4 separate regions of the Mus musculus genome follow, and regions 2, 3 and 4 are each linked to region 1. Evidence: chromatin contacts called from public Hi-C and promoter capture Hi-C data. All regions are on one chromosome and are shown on one strand. Each heading gives the region's core, a stretch centred on a gene start, on an enhancer-like site or on the middle of the called end of the contact. The rest is flanking DNA. Distances are from core to core; before and after follow the strand shown.

The links. Promoter capture Hi-C pulls out the DNA fragments that hold promoters and counts their contacts. Hi-C and Micro-C count contacts between places; a contact is called where the count stands out from the background.
Region 2: a promoter capture Hi-C map of pre-B cells shows a contact between it and region 1. The contact joins the promoter of Rnf6 here to the promoter of Ran in region 1. A contact is called at or near these places in 2 of 39 promoter capture datasets (cranial neural crest and pre-B cells) and 1 of 484 Hi-C or Micro-C datasets (CD4 T cells).
Region 3: a contact with region 1 is called in a Hi-C map of rod photoreceptor, with 12 times the contacts expected there. The contact joins the promoter of Smurf1 here to the promoter of Ran in region 1. A contact is called at or near these places in 2 of 484 Hi-C or Micro-C datasets (CD4 T cells and rod photoreceptor).
Region 4: a Hi-C map of muscle stem cells shows a contact between it and region 1, with 7 times the contacts expected there. The contact joins the promoter of Crlf2 here to the promoter of Ran in region 1. A contact is called at or near these places in 3 of 484 Hi-C or Micro-C datasets (CD4 T cells, CD8 T cells and muscle stem cells).

What each region holds. Positions count from the first base shown.
Region 1 is chr5:129,018,223-129,021,847 of GRCm38.p6, forward strand. It overlaps Ran (RAN, member RAS oncogene family), which reads left to right and starts at 1,934. Exons shown (of 7, transcript NM_009391.3): 1 at 1,934-2,056; 2 at 2,306-2,352; 3 at 2,462-2,546; 4 at 2,644-2,769. The coding sequence starts at 2,317.
Region 2 is chr5:146,219,878-146,223,107 of GRCm38.p6, forward strand. It overlaps Rnf6 (ring finger protein (C3H2C3 type) 6), which reads right to left and starts at 1,580. Exons shown (of 5, transcript NM_028774.3): 1 at 1,343-1,580; 2 at 525-607.
Region 3 is chr5:144,963,730-144,967,202 of GRCm38.p6, forward strand. It overlaps Smurf1 (SMAD specific E3 ubiquitin protein ligase 1), which reads right to left and starts at 2,101. Exons shown (of 18, transcript NM_001038627.1): 1 at 1,772-2,101. The coding sequence starts at 1,826.
Region 4 is chr5:109,557,010-109,560,330 of GRCm38.p6, forward strand. It overlaps Crlf2 (cytokine receptor-like factor 2), which reads right to left and starts at 1,984. Exons shown (of 8, transcript NM_016715.4): 1 at 1,796-1,984; 2 at 509-605; 3 at 1-158. The coding sequence starts at 1,874.

The DNA of each region.
Region 1 (3,625 bases), core at 684-3,183:
CATGGTGGTGGGAGCTCACACTACAGGATATACTCTTTAAGGCTGACACCCCACCCCCCACCCCCCAGTCACTCACTAGGTCACAAGTCTAAAACAGCATGGTTGGTGGGGGATGAAATATCCAACACAGGAGAGATCTCAAATTCAAATTATACTAAAGATTTGGGGTTTTAGAAGAAAATACAATTAGCTATTTTTCTCATCGCTAGACAAAAATACTTGATAAAAAGCAACTTTTGGCTAGTTTCTTTTTGGCTCACAATTCCAATGGTACAATTTATTACATCTGCAGAAGATGGAAGGCATAATGGTGAGAGTGTGAGGTGGCTGGTTACATTGTATCCACAGTCAGGAAGCAGAGAGACCGATGCTGGTCTCCATTTTGTTCAGTCTAGGGTACTGCCCAGGTTCAGTTAAACCTCTCTGTGAGTACAAGAGACACACCCTTCACAACCCTAAATCCAGTAGACTAACCATCACAAGCTACAATCCCTTCCGCAACAGCAACTTTCCCCCCAAGGCTGTACAAATAGCCTGTCTATAGCTGTCTCCCGACCAACACCCACACCCCCAGTACTCATACATGTTAAGTTTTAAAGTTCAGGCTAAGAATAGGTTTGCAGTTCACGTTGGATGGCAAAGAAAATGCTGTAAACCAGGCAGCAGTGGGCAGTCCAGACAGTGCTTGCAGGGAGAGCTGCGCCTATGCCCGCTTGAGTGTATTCTCTTGTTTCCCTCGGCTTCTTAGGATGAGGTTCTTTGTAAGTTCTAAGCGTGGGCCAGTTAGTAACACAAACCAGGCCACCAGATGATGCGGTTCGGCAGGCTGGTTGCCAGGACAAGTAAGTTCATGATAAGTTTTCTCGGGGAGAGGGTCACTGGTGATGTCACCACCCAGCACCAGGTGCTACATTGTATCAACAATCTACCAAACTGGAACTAGGCGGGTTGACCGTTTTTCTCCTAAACTCTGTTTGATCTCCACCTCCTGTTATATCCTCTATTGAATACAGCTCACAGCATAGCCCCTTGTAGCCGACTTGTTACATATACTCCAAAATATAGTAACTTTGTATTTATATAAATATGTAACTGACGTTCCATTAAACATACTATGTTAACGTTATGTTATAGTTTTTGTGCACACTTTCCCACCTGTCTTCTACCTAAGTTGCCCAGGCTAGCCTTGGAACCCTAAGGCCTGTGCTGGCTCCTTTTAGATTGCATAGTACAAAGTAACAGCAGGGCCCCCAAGCTCTGGTCATCAGAGATACATTTTCCATTTCCCCAGCAGCATCTGTATTTGCTGGTCAATTGCTGCTCAGGAGGGAGCCAGGGTAGGGTATCTTCTGCGAGACAGATTACTCAGACCACGCAACAGAGGAAGGGCCCTGGGATGCTGAACGCCTGGACTAACTGCATCCGGTCCCATCCTCCCAGGAAGGCCAGGCCGTGTCCATGCCGGGCACGCATGGCTGACGCAAGCCGGGCCTCGGGCGCGCGCACCCTCATTCATTCCCTCCATTCATTCTGCAGACGGCGGCCGCGCACACTTAGCGATCGCCCGCCCGCGAGATCCCCGGTGCCTGTGGACACAGGACTTGGGGACGAAGGTCGGGCGGTGCCCGCTGAGCGGCAGCGAGCGACCGAGAAGCAGCACCCGCCTTTCCCGCCCACGAGGCCCCTGGCTAGGCCGCCGCCCGCGTAACGCGCGGCCTCCCGCAGCCAGCGCATGCGCGTGGCAGCCCGCGCTCAGCGCCGGCTCCCGCGGGCCCTTCACGGTCCGCGTGCGTGCGCGTCCCCGCTCGGCCGGCCCACGTGACCCGCCGCCCCTCTCCCGCCCTGGGCGCTCCGAGGGCCCCCGGCCGAGTCGGACGGCTCCAGCGGACGTGCGCGTGCACGCGCGCCGCGTGGTTGGGCGCGGCGCCGTTGCTCCGCCCTCTCCCGGCTCCTCCCCCCCTCCGCGCGCCGGCGTCCGCTGCGTCTCCGGCATTTGAATCGCGCTTCCGCCATCTTTCCAGCTCCAGTCGGACAGGCGCGGAGACTCTTCTGGAAGGTAGCGTCGAGGCCGGGAGGGTGCGGGCGCGGGCGCGGGCGGTGACCGGAGGGTTTGGGTGTCCTTCGGGTGGGCGCGGGGCGGCGCTGGCGACGAGGCGAGGCGAGGCGGACGGGCAGCGCCCTGGGCTTTTTCAGCCCGCTTCCCTTCCCCCCACCGTCTCACGCCGCGTCCCCGCCTTCCCGCGCGCTCTTCCCGGCCGCGGCCTTTGTGGGGCGCACGTGCCGCAGCCGCTCTCTCTCCCCGCAGGATCCGCCGCGATGGCCGCCCAGGGAGAGCCGCAGGTCCAGTTCAAGGTGCGTGTGCGGCCGCACGGGGGCCCTCGGAGGGCGAGCGAGCGGGGAGGTCGGGAGGGGACGGCATGGCGGGGACCGCTCACGCCGCCGCCTCGTCTCTTGAATCTAGCTCGTCCTGGTGGGCGACGGCGGCACCGGGAAGACAACCTTCGTGAAGCGCCACTTGACGGGCGAGTTTGAGAAGAAGTATGTAGGTAGGTGCGGCCGGGGGTGCTTCACGGCAGCGAGGCCTCCGGGGGAAGGCGGCGGGCAGTGCACGGCTGACCCCTTCTGCCGCCCTGTTCCCCGCAGCCACCCTGGGCGTGGAGGTGCACCCGCTCGTCTTCCATACCAACAGAGGACCCATCAAGTTCAACGTGTGGGACACGGCCGGCCAGGAGAAGTTCGGGGGCCTGCGCGATGGCTACTACATCCAAGGTGAGGGGGGCCTTGCGGAAGTGGGCCCAGGCCCTCGGACATGTGCTTGGGGTATGAGCCGGAGAGCCAGCCGTTGCCGGGTGACTAAGGAGAGGGGACAGAAATCTCTTGGAGGGAGGCGACCTGGTTGGAGTGGATAGGAGATTTTTTTTTTCTTTTATAAGAATCGTCCGTGGTGTCGTTTGATCATATGCTGTGTCATGCTAGGCATTGATTTGGGGCAAACTGTGTGGCTTCAGAACTTAGTAGGAGACTAAGCTATTGGGAAAGCTCCCGGGTCACTTTTTGGTTTTCGAAACTTGAATTAAGGGCTACACGCAGTAGCTTACCCGTGATTATTCCCATCATTAAAATAAGTAGTGAGCATTTGCCCCAAGATACTAAACCTCTAGCCCCTCCTGGAGCCAGGCCCTCTCTCACACGTGAAACCTGCCGCCTCATGGAAACTGTACTTTTACTTTTCTCCTTGAAAGTAATCGAAAAAGCTTAGTGGGGAAAGAGTCTGTTGGTGTTTAAAGACGAATGAATATCCTTGTGATCTTACTAGCATGATGAGAAAATTCGTTCTTTGGCTTCTTCGCATGTAAAGGCAAAGGGGTGTTTATAACCGGGGTTAACTTTTTAACCAAAAAAATGGGGATGCTCACGTGCTTCCTCTTAAACTGTATCCTCACCATCCCTGCAGGGTAGGTTATAGAAACCTGGGCTCAGATTTTAGAAGACTGGTGTTTGAACTTTGATGAACTTTGATGGGCCAGCAGTTGGTAGTTAGTGATTAGGTGCCTTGAGGAGAAGAAGGTAGTTGATAGAGTGAATTGGTCTTGACTTTTGGAGTTTTCATTTGAAGAGGAATTGG
Region 2 (3,230 bases), core at 330-2,829, about 17 Mb after region 1:
AGAGTGAATTCTAGAACATTCAAGAATGTGTGTGTGTGTGCGCGCACACACACACACACACACACACACATATGAGACCCCTTGGGGGGAGCAAGATTCACTCAGATGTTAATTTAATTAATAATATCAAAAAGTAAAGGATTTCCATTTGCACTGCAATCAGTAACTATTAGCAAAGTGCATTTTTGGTGGTCACAGCAGAAACTTGGTTTTTTTTTTTTGGGTGGGGGGGGTGTTTCGAGACAGGGTTTCTCTGTATATCCCTGGCTGTCCTGGAACACACTCTGTAGACCAGGCTGGCCTCGAACTCAGAAATCCGCCTGCTTCTGCCTCCCAAGTGCTGGGATTAAAGGCGTGCACCACCACGCCCAGCTTAGAAACTTGATTTTTGAAACAGATGTTTAATAAGTGGAAATCTAATGACAAAAAAAGTCAAGTTCTTTAAAATATTAAAAAACCAGAGATCTTCTCCTCCAAGGCAATATTCTTGGATTAACTAAGCATAAGTAAGGCAAAATGAATACCTTATTTTCCTTTGAACATTCTTCTAACAGATGAGACTGTATCCATGCTTCTGATGTTTGTGCCTCTTTTGAGAGCTGCTCATCTGAATAAAAACAAAAGTTGTATTATTCAGCAAACTGCCTCTTTGAAGTCCCGGAACACCCAGTAGTCTCCCGACTCCTCTGCAAAGCCAGAGCTAAATTCTCCAGAAGGTTCTGTTATACCATCATCTAGGTAATTAGAGACTCATACAATTAGATAACAAAAAAAAAAAAAAAACCTCCCAGAAGGTCTCTCCTCCTACACTGTCACCGCTCCGAGGATTGCGCCTCCTCCTTTCTCAAAGGCCTTCGTACCGTATCACGTTCCCATCTGGGTGTAGCTAGGGTTAGGTGAGGAAGTTAGTTTAGTTCTAAGCCTTCACTTCGTTGTCAACCGCCCCCACCATCCCGCTACTGGTTCTTTTCCTTATCCTGTTAATCGAGGCCCCCGACTAGGGTTAAGATGAAGTCCCTACTCCAGTAAACGAACTGGACTCAGGAACCCGACCAATCTCACCTCAATCTAGCCTCAAGTAACGCTTCCCCTGCGACCTGGATTTGGCTTTGGGGCCGGCCAATCAGCAACTAGCAAAGCTCAACCAGCAAGCAATAAGCCAATCGGATAAGAGGTAAGTGTCTCTCCCCTCGGAACCCCGCCCCCTAGCACGTCCTCCTCTCCGAGGCGTCTCCCGGAAGTAGTAGTGAGACTCACCAAATGACCCTTCCCCCGCCCCGTGTACCCAACGCCCCCTCCCCCCGACCCCACCTCCAGCGCGATGACCCGCGGTTGTTCTCACCGAGGCGGCGAGGGGGCGGAAGGTTCTTGGCCGAGCCTTCGAAGGCCGCTACGCCCTCTAATCTTCCCCTGAGGCGCGAAGCTCAGAGTCTGTGTTGCTGCTCGGAGTCGACCTGGCGGAGAGAAAGCTAAGAGAGGAGCGTCCGATCTCCGGCCTTCTCGCACCGCCTCGGAGAACTAAGACTGGCCACCGTCTGCAGCGACCCTGCCGGTGCGTCTGGAAACGGCGCTCCCCGGAAGCCGAGCCGCGGCGCCCGAGTTCCGCATCTGCTGTGCGCAGGTCCGGCTGTCGCGGGCTCGGGTCAAGGCACTCAGAGCCCGTGGCGGCTTCAGGACCGAAGGCGGAGGCGCCTTTCCACCCTTTGGAAATGCCAGCTCCTCTTCTCGTATTTCAGTGTCCTTTGACGAAGTCTGGAGAAAAACGCATCTGTCAAGCTGTTCGTTGCTCATTACTACCCGGGTTAACTACCCAGTTTGAAATTTTCCCTTAGTGTAGTTCACTGGGATGAGGAAACTAAATATCAAGTGCTTGTGATGAGAAAGCACTTCGAAGCTCCCAATATTAACCATTCACGTTCTTTCTCTCCCGCTATCCCTTGTCTAATTTCTTTTTTCATTATATGACACCAGATTTACCCAACCATTTCTTGTGGTCCTGGTAGGGCCCTTTCCTGACACCCCCATCAGCCAAATGGCTTAATCAGTTTAATACGCGCATACTGCTGTGATTCATAACTCTTTCCTCCCTTCTTTCATTATTGAGTGACTTTGTTTTGTTTTGAGACGGGGGCTCATATAGCCCAGGCAGGCCTTTAGCTGGTGAGCTTCTTGCCCTTCTTAGGGATGTGCTACCATGTTTGCTGGGTGCTTTGTTACCATGATGTAGCAAGCCTTAGCATCAATGAAACTACTAGAGTAAAAGGTGATACTGTCTATCAGGAGGATTCCCCTCCTCTCTCCCCATCTGTTTAATATTTAAAACATAGGAGAGTGTTACAGATTTCTCCTGTAGAAAAGTGACCCCAATTGGGGAGACCAATGGCTTTAAAGTGGGTTGGGTCTTATTTAGGGTGTCCTGCTTGGTGATTATTTTCTCTCCCTTTGAATATTGATCCAAACTGTCTATATGTCCTTTTATGTTGTTGTTCTGAGGATAAGACTTTCCTTTGAGTTTCCTTCTGGAAGTAAGGTTATTGTTGGAGTTCCTTTCCCCAACTTCATCAGGGAGCTATGTGATGGAGACAGTGGTGGGTGTATGTCTCTGTGTAGCCTGACTTTGTTTTTTTTCTAGTATCCAATTGCTTCATGATTCTCTAAAGCTTTCTTTGTATAGCTCTATTTGGGATTGTGGTGGTTTGAATAGGAATGGTCCCCGTAGATCCATGTGTTTGAATGCTTGGCCATAGTGAGTGGCACTATTAGGAGGTGTGGCTTTGTTAGAGGAAGTGTGTCACTGTGGAGGCAAGGCTTTGAGGTTTTAGATGCTCAAGCTACAGCCAGTGTGAAACATATTCAGTCTCCTCCTTGCTGTCTGTGTATGGATTAAGATGTAGAGCTCTCAGCTCCTTCTCTAGTACCATTATCTCCTGCACACTGCTATGCTTCCCACCATGATGCTAATGGACTAAACTTCTACAACTATAAGCCAGCCCCAATGAAATGCTTTCCTTTACAAGAGTTGCCTTGGTCATGGTGTCTCTTTACAACAATAGAAACTTTGACTAAGATGGGGAGATGTCTATTTTTTTTCTTACTCTGACTATGTCTTTCAGAGGCACACATCAAGCCAGCCCTCTCATCTCTCACCTTACCTTGAAGTCCCTTCCATTTCTTTTTAATACTGGAAGTGGGACTTGTGAACAGACGTTCCCCCCTCCCCTCCAGGGACA
Region 3 (3,473 bases), core at 851-3,350, about 16 Mb after region 1:
TATGACAGAGAGCTCTCCCCTTGCCTGCATGCAAACTGCCCTGCTGCTGTCAGACCCACAGCAAGCTCTGCGCTCACCTTTGAAGGTGGCACTACAGAGCACTTAGCAAACCTGAACATTCCTCTGAAGACTGAGGGGAACAAGGCGCCTTGCACTAGAGCAGCTGCCACAGCTCAGCTTGTGTGGGAGGGGGGACTCAAGGATGTGGCGAGGGGTGAAGGCATTGCAGAGGAGGTAGGAACCAAGGACTCGTCTCTGGAGTACTAAGTGGCCTGGCCTCGGGGAGAACGGAAGTGGACTAGACTGGAGAGGTCTGGACCACTGATGAGGTGGGGGAAGTGAGAACAAGACTGGGAGACAGACGTTTGGTCCCAGACAGGATTGAGGAATTTGCGACTTAAGGGTGGAGGCTGTAAGACAGAAGCGAGTGGGCGGGACTGAAAGATAAGTGAGGGCGGGATCAAGCAGGGACGGGGGCGTGGCTGAAAACAGTAGAGGGGGCGGAGCCAAGAGAGGAGAGGGGAAACTAGAGAGATGGAGATGAGGAGTGGGTGAGGCGGTGGGAGAGCAAAGAGAAGCAAGGCAAACGAGTAGGGGGTGGGATGATTCGAAGGGACCCAGAGAGAGAAGGGAGAAGGTAGATAATGTTCATGTGAGAGAGTGGGAAGAAAGAAAGGAGAGAGAGATGAAGTGATGAGAAGCTGCAAGGGAAAAGAGGGAGGGGACAGGCGGGAGGATGGTGAGGGGTGGGCCTAGAGGGGAACAGCAGGTAGAAGGAGGATGAGAGTGAAGAGATGGATGATGAAAATGTGAGGTAGGGGTGGAAAGAGCGGTGGAGGTGCAGCGAGGGGGCGGGATCTACATGAAGTTGAAAGGTGTGTGGCTATGTACAAGGCCTGAAGAAAAGCAGGCAGGGGGGTAGGTGTGGATCAGAGGGTGCTGGGGCGGTGTCAAGAGAGGACACTAGAGGGGACCGGTGGAGGGCCCCGAGGGGTGGTACCTATATGCAGCTGAGGGTAGGTGTGGGGCAGAAAGGAGAGGGGGGGGGGGAGTCCTGTAGTGGAGGAGCTAGGGGGCGGGACCTGATCCAGAAGGGTAAAGTTAGGGGCAGAGGGAGAAAGCTAGGGGGCGTGGCCCATATGCAACTGATGGTAGGTGTGGGCAGATAGAGTAGTGTGGGCAGGGGGGGATAGGCAAGAACCTGAAGAGAAAGGAGCCAGAGGCGGGGCCAAGAGAATCAGCCACAGGGGTGGAATCTATGATAGAGGGATGAACAGCAAGCCAGGCTTAATGCAGAAAAGGCAGCTGCCTGGGCCTGCAGAGCAAGCAGGGGGCGGGGAATGATGCAGAGGGAGGAGCCATAGGGCGGGTCGCCAAAGCTACAAAGTAGTCAAGGGGTGGAGCCTGTGAGGGGGAGGGGGAGTCTGCAGAAGAGTCGAGGGCTGAGCCTAGTTAAGGGGGCGAGTCTGCAGATCGGAGAGGCGTGGCTTGATGCAGAGGGAGGGCGGGGCTGCCGCAGCGGGGCGTGTCCTGATGTGCCAGGGGCGGGCCCTGATGCAGAGGGAGGGGACGGGGCGGCAGGGGCGGCGCCTGCAGAGCACCCGGGGGGCGGGGCCGGGAGCGCGAGCGAGGGGCGCACGCCGTAGGGGGTGCAGCGGTCCCGGGACAACGGCCGGTGCAAGGGGGGGGGGGGGGGAGGGGGCGGGGCGGGAGTCCGCAGGGTCCCTGGGACAGTCTAGGGGCGCGAGGGCCGCGGCCCTGTCGTGCCTACCTGTCAGACGGATCTTGATGCTGGAGCCGTTCCTACGGGTCCCGGGGTTCGACATCTCCCGCCAGCGGCCGGCCGGCCTCGGATCCAGTGCCGCCGCCCCCCAGCCCGGCCCGGCCCGGCCCCGCCGCCGCCTCAAGGTTACGGCCACGGGCTGGGCGCCGGGGTCCGAGCCGGGACGCCGAGTGCGCGGCGCAGGCGTTGGGCCGGAGACCACGGGCTGGAACCGTAGAACCGAGCGCTCGGCCGCGCCGCCGCCAGGAGCCGCCCCTGGCTGGCCCAGCCCGGAGCCGCCGCGCTCGCAGCCGGACGCCCGCCGCCCTCGCTGCTTCCGCCGCCGCCTCCCGAGCTGCGCGCGCCCGCCGCCTTGCCGGCCCGGCCCTGCGCGGCCTCGCGCTTGCGTGTGTGCGTGCGTGCGCGCGCCCGAGCACGGCGCTACGCGGACCGCGCTTGTCCTGGGCGCGCGCAAGGGGGTCTGGGGGAGCTGCAAGGTTCCTGCAGCCGGCGGGGAGCCTTGAAACAGACACCACCGTGGCCACCACCGCCCCACACACGTAGACGACACACACGCACACACAAGCGGCGCAGTCGGAGCTGGTTCTTAGTCACAATCTCAGAACCAACTGATTTGCTTGTGCGACGATTTGGGGGAACCGATTGTTTCTTCAGTGTCGGACTTTTCAAAGCTCCTGATGGAAGCCAGGGTGTTGCATGAAACCCCAAGAACCGTGCGCGCGTGCGCGCGTGGGTACACACTAGATCCTGCAAGTTCCAAGGGAAGACTTCCCGCAGTGATCGAGTGTCGGATGTGCCCTGTGCAACTGGTGTATTCGATTGACAAAGTGGCTAGACTCAGAGGAAGTGCGGCATATGGACCAGCTAAACAAGATGAAGGATGTAAATGGAGAGGTGGTGGTTTTGTGGATAGGAACCTGCATGCAACTGAACTAACCCAGAGAAGTAAGCAGTCGGGTTTTCGAGTCCCTGCCTTCTGATGAACCCACCCCCAAACCCCCAGAGTGTCAGGCCGGTAAAAAGTAAAAGCCGGGCTTTCTTTCCCCAGCAAGCAAACCAATCTCTATGGTAACGCATTCTAGAGAGGAAATAAAAGGTTCTTGAAAAGGCTGCGTATATTTACCAAACTCCCATCCGACCTGAACTTAATTCACTTCATGGGCAGACTCTATGGTTCTTCCTTAGAACCAGCTACCCACAGCGTTTGACCACCCTCTTTGGAGACAGGGGCTCATCTGTAGCTGAGGCTGACCTCAAAACTGTGATTCCCCCTACTCAGCCTCCGGAGCGCAGGGATTACAGGCTTGTACCTGTTCTTGTCCTAGGCAGTTTGGTTTTATGAGCCTGTGCAGCCCAGACTATTTAATAATGGAGGGAAAATATCTTAAGAATAGGATCGTGTATGGGCAACGGTTAATCCAGACTCTAACTCTGCTTCCATTTCTAAGCCGTTGTCGCTGAGAGCGAGACCCTAGGTTGGAATAAATCCATTTAGGAGTCTTTGATTGGTGTTGGGAGAATAGCACCATTGGTAAGGTGTTCGATGGTGCAAGCACAAGAAGCTAAGTTTTGTGAGGCTTTTTTTTAGATATTTCTGTTACCTATATAGGAGTGTTTTGTGTGCGTGTTTGTATGTGTGCATCACAAGGTGCTGGATCTGGAGCGGGTGTTTGTGAGCCACCGTGTGGGT
Region 4 (3,321 bases), core at 734-3,233, about 19 Mb before region 1:
ACGCGCGCTGCCTAGCCTTAAACACCATGGCCCCGCCTCCGTCGCGCAGTGCCAGCTCCAGCAGCCCCGCCCTCGCCGCGGGGAGGATGCACCCGGAAGTGACACCAGCGCCGGACAGGAAATATCGCGGGCAGGGTTGCAGGGCGCCAGTGCCATAACTGCAGAGTCGGGGATTAAGGGGGAAGGATCAGCTGGATGGGAAGTGATGGACCAGAAGTCCCGCCCACGAGCATCTGAATTTCAACACCTCAAACAGAAAGTGATGGGCAGAAAGGAAGTACCGCTCCTTCCTGTCATTCATCAGAGTCTGAAAGGAAGTACCGTCCCTAATCATTTGTCAATCATTAATTAGACAGGAAGTCCCGCCCACTCTTTCAGGCGTTTAAAAGAATGAACAGCAAGTGAGTGAAGAGGAATGAGAGGAAATCCCGCCCCCTCCCATATATCATTCAATGATTCCGACAGGAAGTCACAGACCAGAAGTTCTGCCCCGCCCCCCTTCACTCACCGGAACTCCAGGCTCAAGTTGGCGCCGTGGTGGTCGGGGCCCGAGCCCCACGTGACCTCCACCGTCTCCAGGTCATGGCAGACGACTGTGACATCACCTGCGGGGGCAGGGCGGGGATCAGGGGAGCAGCCCGTGACGTCAGCGCGTTCCAGAAGAGCCATCGCAGCCATTTCCCTGACTCAGACCCTTGGCTAGGGCGCTGGGAGCAGGCCGGGCCTCATTTGCATATGCACTAGGCAGGGGAAGACAGAGGAAGACATTCTGGCTCGTACGCAAATATAGGGAATGAATATGTAAACGAGAGGCCCAAGAACTGTAGCGGTGGGCGACACCTCATTTGCATATTCACAAACAGAGAAAAGGAAAAGGATTGGGGGCTCATGAATATGGAAAGCGCTTCTCGAATATGCAAATGAGCAGCTAGCAAGTCGGAGCCTCATTTGAATATACATGATCGCAAAGAAAGCGGTAGGGAAGCGGGGCTCACCACTATGCAAAGCGACCAATGGATACACAAATGAGCAGGCAGTGAACCAGAGTGGAGATGGACTGGGGAAGCATTCTTTGCATATTCATGAGGGGAAAAGGATGGAAGACTTTGTGGCTGGTGCATATGAGAATAGCAGTATATGATGAGGAGCGGGCAGATTCAATTTCGGAGATCTGAGGTCTCATCTGCATATTCATGATCAGGGACGTTGGAGCAAGACGTTGAGGCTTGTGCATATGTAAATCGTGGGGAAAATATGCAAATGCATAGTGATCCATATGGACAGGGCATCAATTCTATATTCATGAGGGGATGGAAGACAGAAATACATCGCTCATGAATATGTGTATCTCCCGATGGATATGCAAATGAGAAGCGATGAGTGAGAACTCGGTAGGGGCGAAGCGTTATTTGCATATAAGCGGGAAAGCTGTATATGAATATGCAAAGAAGGAGCGGCCCAGAGGCCTTATTTGCATATTCAGGAGGAGGAGCGAGATTGTGGCGGCAGCACTATGCTAATGAGGTCAAGGCGGGGTTTAGGTCTCATTTGCATATTACTGAGGAGAAAGCGCCGAGCGTAGGGGGGGAGGGCGGGGCTCATGCATACGCAAAGATCAAAATGAATATGCAAACGAAGCGCTATCCGATCGCCCTTAGGAGGGCCAGAGGCCTTATTTGCATATTCATGATGGGACGAAAAGCAATGATGGGACGAAAAGCAACTTGGTAGCTCTTGCTCGGGCCCCGCCCACCGCGGCGATTGACAGGCAGCCCCGCCCCCGCTCACTCCTCACCCCGTGACGTCACCGCCGCCGCCGCCGCTGCCGCCGCAAGGAGCCGAGGCAGGAGGATGACCGCGAGTGCCCATGCCATGTCGCCGGCGGGGCCGCGGACGCTGCAGTGATTGACAGCTGGTTCGGTCCGAGCCGGTCCGAGTCGAGGGCGCCCAGGCCGCTTAGAGCCGAAAACGGGAAGCCGGGGGCGGGGGTTGGGGCGACGGGGCGGGGCCACGGCAATAAACGGATGCGGCGACTCACCGACATGGGCGTGGCCCGGCTTCCTCTTCCCATCAATCACCCGGATAGGGGGAAGCGGGGGGGGGGCGGGGGGGGGGGGGTGGACTCCGCGTGCGCCCCGACCACGCCCCTCGCGGCCTGTCCCCGCCCCCAAACCTCCAAGGCCCCGCCCCCGCCCATCTAATCTGCCCGGCTCTTGTGGTGCTTTTTAAGGCTTACTTGTAAATAATAAAAATTGTGTGTCTTTTATCCAAAAACAGAAGGGAGGTGTTGCTCCCATATGTCTGTTCCTCTCTACTTCTTTGTTCTGTCATTTGGTTGCACATTGACCTCACCAAGATGGAGGTGGCTGGCCATCGTGTGACTTTCTGTTCCAGGTCACTTCTGCTTCTCCCTTTCCCAGTCTCTAGGTGGCCCAGCACAAAAGTAAATCGCTTTGTTGAAACTTAAATGGTATGTAAATATTAGATAATAGTGAACATATCTTTTTCTTTGTCTTAACAAAAGTCGTACTTAATCATACAAAGATTTTAAGTAATATACAAATTTGAACTTACAAACAGGGCAGCACTGTGCATTGTTACACCAATTACTAAAGTTTGGTGGAAAATGGTTTCATTCATAAGGACACAAACCTGAAGATGTTGAGAACCGGGGATCTCAATTGAGAAATGGCTACCATCATATTGACCTGTGGTTTTGTGAGTAAGCCATGTACTTAATTAATGATTAATATAAGGTTACCCTACTTTCTGTGAACAGTGACACCTCTAGGTGCGTTGTTCTTGTGATTTTGAGGCCAGCCTGGTCTACAAAGTGAGTTCCAGGACAGCCAGGGCTACACAGAGAAACCCTGTCTCAAAAAACCAAAAAAAAAAAAAAAAAAAGAAAGAAAAGAAAGAAAGAAAGAAAAAAGAAAGGGCACTGCAGCCCTTCCAGTCGGCACCAGCTCCGGGTCACCTTGTGCACAAACTCTGCAGACGGTCCCATGGTCCCCAGAGGACTCTCCACACAATCTTAGGATCACTGGTGAGTGGAACAAAACATCTGTTCCTGCTGCAGACAAACCTCAATTGGGTCATCGATCTGCAGGGAACGAGGTTCCAGTACTTACAGGCAAGCAAGGAGTTGGCATGGATAACAAATAAATATGGACACAAGGGAGTGTGTATCTGGATTATTTTCTCAAAGCAAGCACCAGTCTTTTTGTTTGGTTGGTTTTTGTTTTTTGATTTTTTTTCGAGACAGGGTTTCTTTGTATAGCCCTGGCTGTCCTGGAACTCACTTTGTAGACCAAGCTGGCC